2 separate regions of the Capra hircus genome follow, and region 2 is linked to region 1. The links are chromatin contacts, called in public Hi-C maps. All regions are on one chromosome and are shown on one strand. Each heading gives the region's core, a stretch centred on a gene start, on an enhancer-like site or on the middle of the called end of the contact. The rest is flanking DNA. Distances are from core to core; before and after follow the strand shown. Region 1 has its middle 19 kb from the start of NFIC. Region 2 holds the start of SMIM24 (small integral membrane protein 24).

The links. Hi-C and Micro-C count contacts between places; a contact is called where the count stands out from the background.
Region 2: a contact with region 1 is called in a Hi-C map of blood, with 4 times the contacts expected there. The contact joins the promoter of SMIM24 here to the enhancer-like site in region 1. A contact is called at or near these places in 4 of 5 Hi-C or Micro-C datasets (blood and liver).

What each region holds. Positions count from the first base shown.
Region 1 is chr7:90,032,557-90,035,428 of ARS1.2, reverse strand. No RefSeq gene overlaps it. Among named protein-coding and RNA genes, the nearest start is that of NFIC, 19 kb to the left of the region's middle. Within about 2 kb of position 1,493, at least 1 of the 5 cell types and tissues checked has an H3K27ac peak or open chromatin away from gene starts, as enhancers often do.
Region 2 is chr7:90,130,296-90,133,167 of ARS1.2, reverse strand. SMIM24 (small integral membrane protein 24) reads left to right here and starts at 1,453. Exons shown (of 3, transcript XM_013965298.2): 1 at 1,453-2,434; 2 at 2,526-2,637. The coding sequence starts at 2,356. LOC102178997 (small integral membrane protein 24) reads left to right here. Exons shown (of 6, transcript XM_005682582.3): 6 at 413-1,379. The coding sequence ends at 578.

The sequences.
Region 1 (2,872 bases), core at 244-2,743:
AGGCCTCACGTTCTCTTCTGGAGAATGGGTTTTGCAAGTTTAAGCATTTGGAGCATGGTACACGGTTGGTGCTGAATAATCCTAGACCTTGGGAGGGCTTGGAAGCTGAAATGTGGGCTAGCCACACCATCCATTGGCTATCAACATTGCTGATGGACTTCCCTGGTGGCCCAGTGGTTAAGAATTCACCTGCCAATGCAGGGGACACGGGTTTGATCCCTGGTCTAGGAAGATTACACATGCTGCTTGGTAACTAAGCCTGAGGGCCACAACTACTGAGCCTGCGCTCTAGAGCCTGCCAGCCACTGCAATGAGAAGCCCACGCCCCACACCTAGAGGGTAGCTCCACACTCATGGCAACTAGAGAAAGCCCGCACACAGCAGTGGAGACCCAGTGCAGCCAAACATAAAAAATATTCTAAAAACGAATGCTGACTGCAAAATAATGAAGTCTAACAATCATTTCAGTTTTCCTTATGCCATTCAGCGTCCCTTGATAGTATGTGTTGTTTTTCCTCTGTAGTCTGTCTCTCTCCCTGGAATGCCAGCTCCACAGTCACCCAGGAAGCACACTGCATATGACTGCGGCGCTGCTCATGTGTACTGCACAGCCACTCAGGAACATGCTCTGTGCTGCGACGCTCACATGGGAATCCCTTGGCAACCTCACAAAACCAGGAAGGGCTGTTTTATGGCTCCCATTTCCCAGAGGCAGAATGATGCTCAGAAAGGGAGGCTCACCTGCTCAAGGTCATCCTGCAAAGAAGTGACAGAGCTGAAGTTCGCATCCAGCGCACTTTGCCCTCCGAGGCTCCCGGCCAAGGTGCTGCCTGGCTCCTCCTGGACTCAGACGCTTGCAGGACTAAAGCGCCAGGAAACATGGGGCAACCAGAGATGCCTGGACCTGTGCATCCACCCATCAGGCCTTGTGGGGAGCTACAAGGGGAGGTCACAGTGTCACTTTTGTGGGGGGGACCTGTGTTGGGGGACTGTTGGTGCAATAGGGGATAGACAGTGCAGGGGGAGGGGAAGAGGAAACTTGTTCCCATCACACATCACAGCCATGGTACCCTGGCCTCCAACAACCAGGCTGGGGATCCAGAGTGACCCCCACCCCCAAGGAGGATGCGCTGCAACCACTCAGCTGGCTGACTTCTTTTTCCGGTAACTATTACTCAGCTCCGGGATCTGGGAGAAAGGTCAGGGACATGGCCAGCGGCAGTAACTGGACTGGATGAGGGAGAGGGTGGAATTCCCACTCCTCCCAATGCCCAGGCTGGCTTCCCGCTGCCTCCTTGCAGGTGTTGGATGTCCCCAGAGGCAGGGAGGGGGCAGGATAGACTCCCAGATCTCTATATGGCCCAGACAGTCATACAGGGCAGACTCCATGCTGGTCCAGCCCACGATCCACTTCCTCCCATGCTGACCACCTGTCGCCAGCCTTCGGGACACACACTCACCACTGTAACTCAATCTACCAGGCAGCTCTGTGGATCCCCACCCTGTGACTGGCACAGATCCAGGGAGAGTAAGATGGGAGGCGGCAGGAGGGGCTCTGCCCTGAGGAGTTGGCAAGCAGGGCCAGGCTTCAGTCCTTCATCCTCTGCTCTCTCCCTCCTCCAGCTCTTCTGTCTTCCAGATGGGCAGTTACCTAACTTCCTCCACTGCTCATAGCCTGTAACATCCCTGTGGGTCCACTGTGCGTGGGGCACCGACCGGGCACACGTGGTTTCTAAGAGCTCAGGATAGACCCCCGATCTGCCTCTGACTTTACAACCTGTGGGTATGAACATTCCATGCACTCTTGCTTTGCTGTGGGGTTAAGTGGATTTCATGGGTCCCATTTTATAGATGGGAAAACTGAGAATCTGAGAGGTGAAGAAATTTGCCCAGTAGGGGCTGATTCAGATCCTCTCTGGTTTCCTGGACTTCACTCCTGTCTCCACCCAATCCCATCTGAAAAATGTCTCCCAATTTCTCCATGGCTCTTCATCGCCCTAAGAGTAAAATCCACTGTCGTCTTCACGGCCCACAAGGCCCTGCATGACCTGCCCTATCCCCTCCCTCCCTCCCCTCCCCTGCTCCTTCTCTCCCCTTCACTCACTCTGCTCGAGCCTCACAGGCCTCCTTCTTGTTCCTCCAATACACCAGGACCGGTCCTGTGCCCAGACCTCTGCACAGACTACACTTTCTGCCAGGGCTATATTCCCCCAATGTCTTAGGCTGGCTTCTCATCTTTCGGGACATTTCTCTATAAGGCCTTCTCTCCCTCATCCCTTCCACTTGCCACCCACCTATCATCCTAGTTTTGTTTGTTTGTTTCATAGCCTCAGCATTGATTAGATACTGTGTCTGTGTGCACCCGTCTTGGTCACTGCTGTATCTCCAGTGCCTGGAACAGGGCTCGACACCCAGTAGGAGTCTGATAAACATTTAGGTCAGTGGTCAGCAGACTCTGACCACATCCAGCCCACTGCTTGTTTTTATAAATAAAGTTTTATTGGCACAGAGCCATCCCATTTAGGTACATGTCATATATGCTGCTTTTACGGTACAACTGCAGGATTGAGTAACCGCGACAGAGGCTGAATGGCCCACACAGCTAAATATATTGACCATCTACCTTTTAATAGAAAAAACTTGTGACCCCCGTCCCCCTCCCCCTGCTTTACAACTAACAGATGTAACAAAACCAAAGAAAACACTCAACCTGCCCCAGCTTCTGGTCCTGACTGTCCCCTCAGCCTCGGACAGTATGACTTTAGGAACTGTCTTGCCTTCCCCTGAGTCTCAGTTTCGCCCACTGTCAAATAGAGTAAACTTCCACATCTCACCAATTGCAGCCAGTAGGTCAAGATATTTAAAATAATCA
Region 2 (2,872 bases), core at 204-2,703, 98 kb before region 1:
GCTGGAGGCTCCAGGTCCAATAAGTGCTCCTAATTCATAGTTTGCTCCCTGCCAGGTTCATTCCTTCCCCATCCATCTGTTTACACTCCCACACACAAATCCTCCCATTCATTCTCCCATCTATCCATCCACCCATCATCCATTCTCCCATCCATCCACCCATCCATCTATCCATCCCCCCATCCATCCATTCTCCTATCCATCCATCCATTCTTCCAATGAACAACTGAACCTTAGTTCTGCCTTTGTGAAATGGAAATCACAAGGCTGCCTTGTAGCGGCTGTTTTGAAGATGCAGCAAAGACTTTTTGTAAAGCATTGGGACAGGTAAAGGCCTGGCACAGGTGAGGGTCTGTTAAGTGGGAATGACTCTGGTTTGTTACCAAGGTTTGGGGTCTTTGTGTCCTTACAGAAAAGAAGACAAGAAGGGGAAGGCAGAGAAGGAGGAAAAGGCTGAGGAGAAAAAAGCTGGGAAGGGGGAAAAGGCCAAGAAGAAAGGAAAGAGAAACTTCGGGCTGGAGCTAGAGGAAAATGAGGAGCGCAGGGACTACGAGAAAGTCAAGAACACGGCCATGTGAAGATTCAGTCACCTCCTCCAAGCAGCCCGCCAGAGATGCCCCTTCCACACCCTAGAAGCAATGAGCTGAACCTGAAGCCACTGTGGTGACTCCATCTGAGGTTGAGAGTACAGCGCCCTGAATGAAGAGGCTTGGAACCCTGCCCACTCCCCACCAAGGAGGGCTCTTCATGTGTTATGCAGTCTGTATTGTTAGGATTTGTTCTGTCTGGTGATTCTTCTTGCACTCGGAGACCATCCCTGGTTCCCGAGAAGCCCCCAACCCCCACAATCTCACCGCTCCACCCACTTCTCCCCACTGCCTGACATCTATTGGCCAAAACCTCCTCCCTCCCGTTCAGCTTCAGGACGGACCAGTATAGGCCAGGGACTGCCTCTTGGGGGAGAGCCTTTCAGAAGGGCTTCCGTTGTCCCCGGGGACTCAGTTTCCCCAGGAGGAGACAGTTTCGGGGGCTGGGAGCAACGCCCGGGCAGCTGTGGGAGACCAAACTCCACCGTGCCCAGGTGCTGGGCAGATCAGATGCTCCCCTTGCAATCTTGATCCTGCTGTCCTGAACCCTGAACTTTGAGCCCGAGGGCTGCCTCCTGGGAAAGCCTTGCTCCCCCCACCCCCGGCTTTTTGGGTCATGTGATTCCATTTCCAGAAACTGGGTCTTGACGGGTGGGGTGCCTCTGGGTGCACCATCTTGGGAGGGGACAAGCCTCCTCTGCTCTCCTCACTTTCTTTAGGCTCTGGACCTTGCCCTGGATGTTAACCATTTCCTAATGAGAACTTTGATAAAGGCTGGTGTTTATCATTTTATTTATGGATTGGCTGTGCTGGGTCTCCGTTGCTGCGCAGGTTTTTCTCTAGCTGTGGCCAGCGGGGGCTCCTCTCTTGTTCCGCAGGCTTCTCGTTGCGTTGGCTTCTCTGGTTGCGGAGCAGGCTTCAGTAGTTGCATTAGGGCTCCCCTGTGGAGCCAGTAGCTGGGGCGGTAGCCCAAAAGGCAGGGAGCTTCTGAGACTATCCCAGGATCGGCCACCAGGGGGCAGAAAAGTCGTAAATAAAAATATATAATAATCTCCCTAAAAGATGCTTCCGCTGAACGCCTAGCGTCCTTATGGTCTCAGTCTCTGTCGGTTTGCAGTTCGTCCCATTTTCCAGCTGAAAATACTGAAACTTAGAAAGAAGGGCGCCACCAGCCCAGGTCTCCCTGGCCGTTGTTGGCAGCGCTGGGATGGAAGCCTAGGCTGCCAAGGGGACGGGCACATGCAGGGGCTGGCTAAGGTCAGATTTGGAGGTTCATGTCCTAGGACGGGAGAGGGTTAGGGTAGAGGGTGTTCCTAGCTGGGAGAACTGTGTTCCTCTGGGATGCTGTGTGGCCCCAGGGAAGTGGCCTAACTTCTCTGAGCCTCGAGTTGGCTTCACTTTTGCAATGTGAGGACAAGAGTTCTGACCACCAGAGTGTGAGACTTGATGGAGGTGCTGGGACTTCAGAGCCAGTGCAATGCCTGGTGGTCAGGAAATGAGTTTCCCACCGTTCTCGAGCCGCCCCTACTGTGGCTCTGACCGTGGAGAGTGAGGGTCAGGATGGGCCTCAGGGAGACAGGGACAAGGAAGCTCAGGACCCTGAGCCCCTCCCCATGGTGCCCGGAATTCAGGGAGGGGACCCCACCTCCTACTTCCTGGGGCCCCGGCCACACCCTGCCCTGGGGTGCGCTGAGCAGGCCACTTCCTTCTCCCTCCGGGGCTGCAACCCCAGAATCTGCTGGATAGGGGCGAGGACAGAGGGCACAGGATGGGTAGATTCTGGAAGACCCCCGGTCAACTCTCTCTTCTCGCAGCTCTGATCCCAAGGCTGGTGGAGGCCCAACCCCGTAAGGCCTTGGGAGGGAGTAGGGGTAGGGTAGGGAAGAGAGTCCCAACCTGGAGGCCCCGACGCTGACCCAGCCCTGCTCCCGCCCGCAGTGGCCCAGCGGAAGTCGTGGCTGGTGGGGCTGGGGGCTGCGCTGGCCTTCCTCTTCCTCATCTTTGTCCTCACCTTGGTCTACGCCGTCTGGTGCCGGGAGTCCCAGGACAGGTGGGTTCTCACCCTCTGAGCCCCTCCCCATCATTTACTCTTTAACATCTCAGCTCCGCCCCTCTCTGAGTCCTGCCCCTCTAAGACCCTCCTCGCGCCAAGCCTCTCCCCTCCAAGCCCCTCCCCTCTAAGTCCCTCCCCTCTAGGAGCCCCTTCCCTCTCGAGCATCCTCCAAGACTGGGCAGGACCAGCGGGGTAATTCTCTGATTCTGAGAGGCCCCCAGGGGGACCTCAC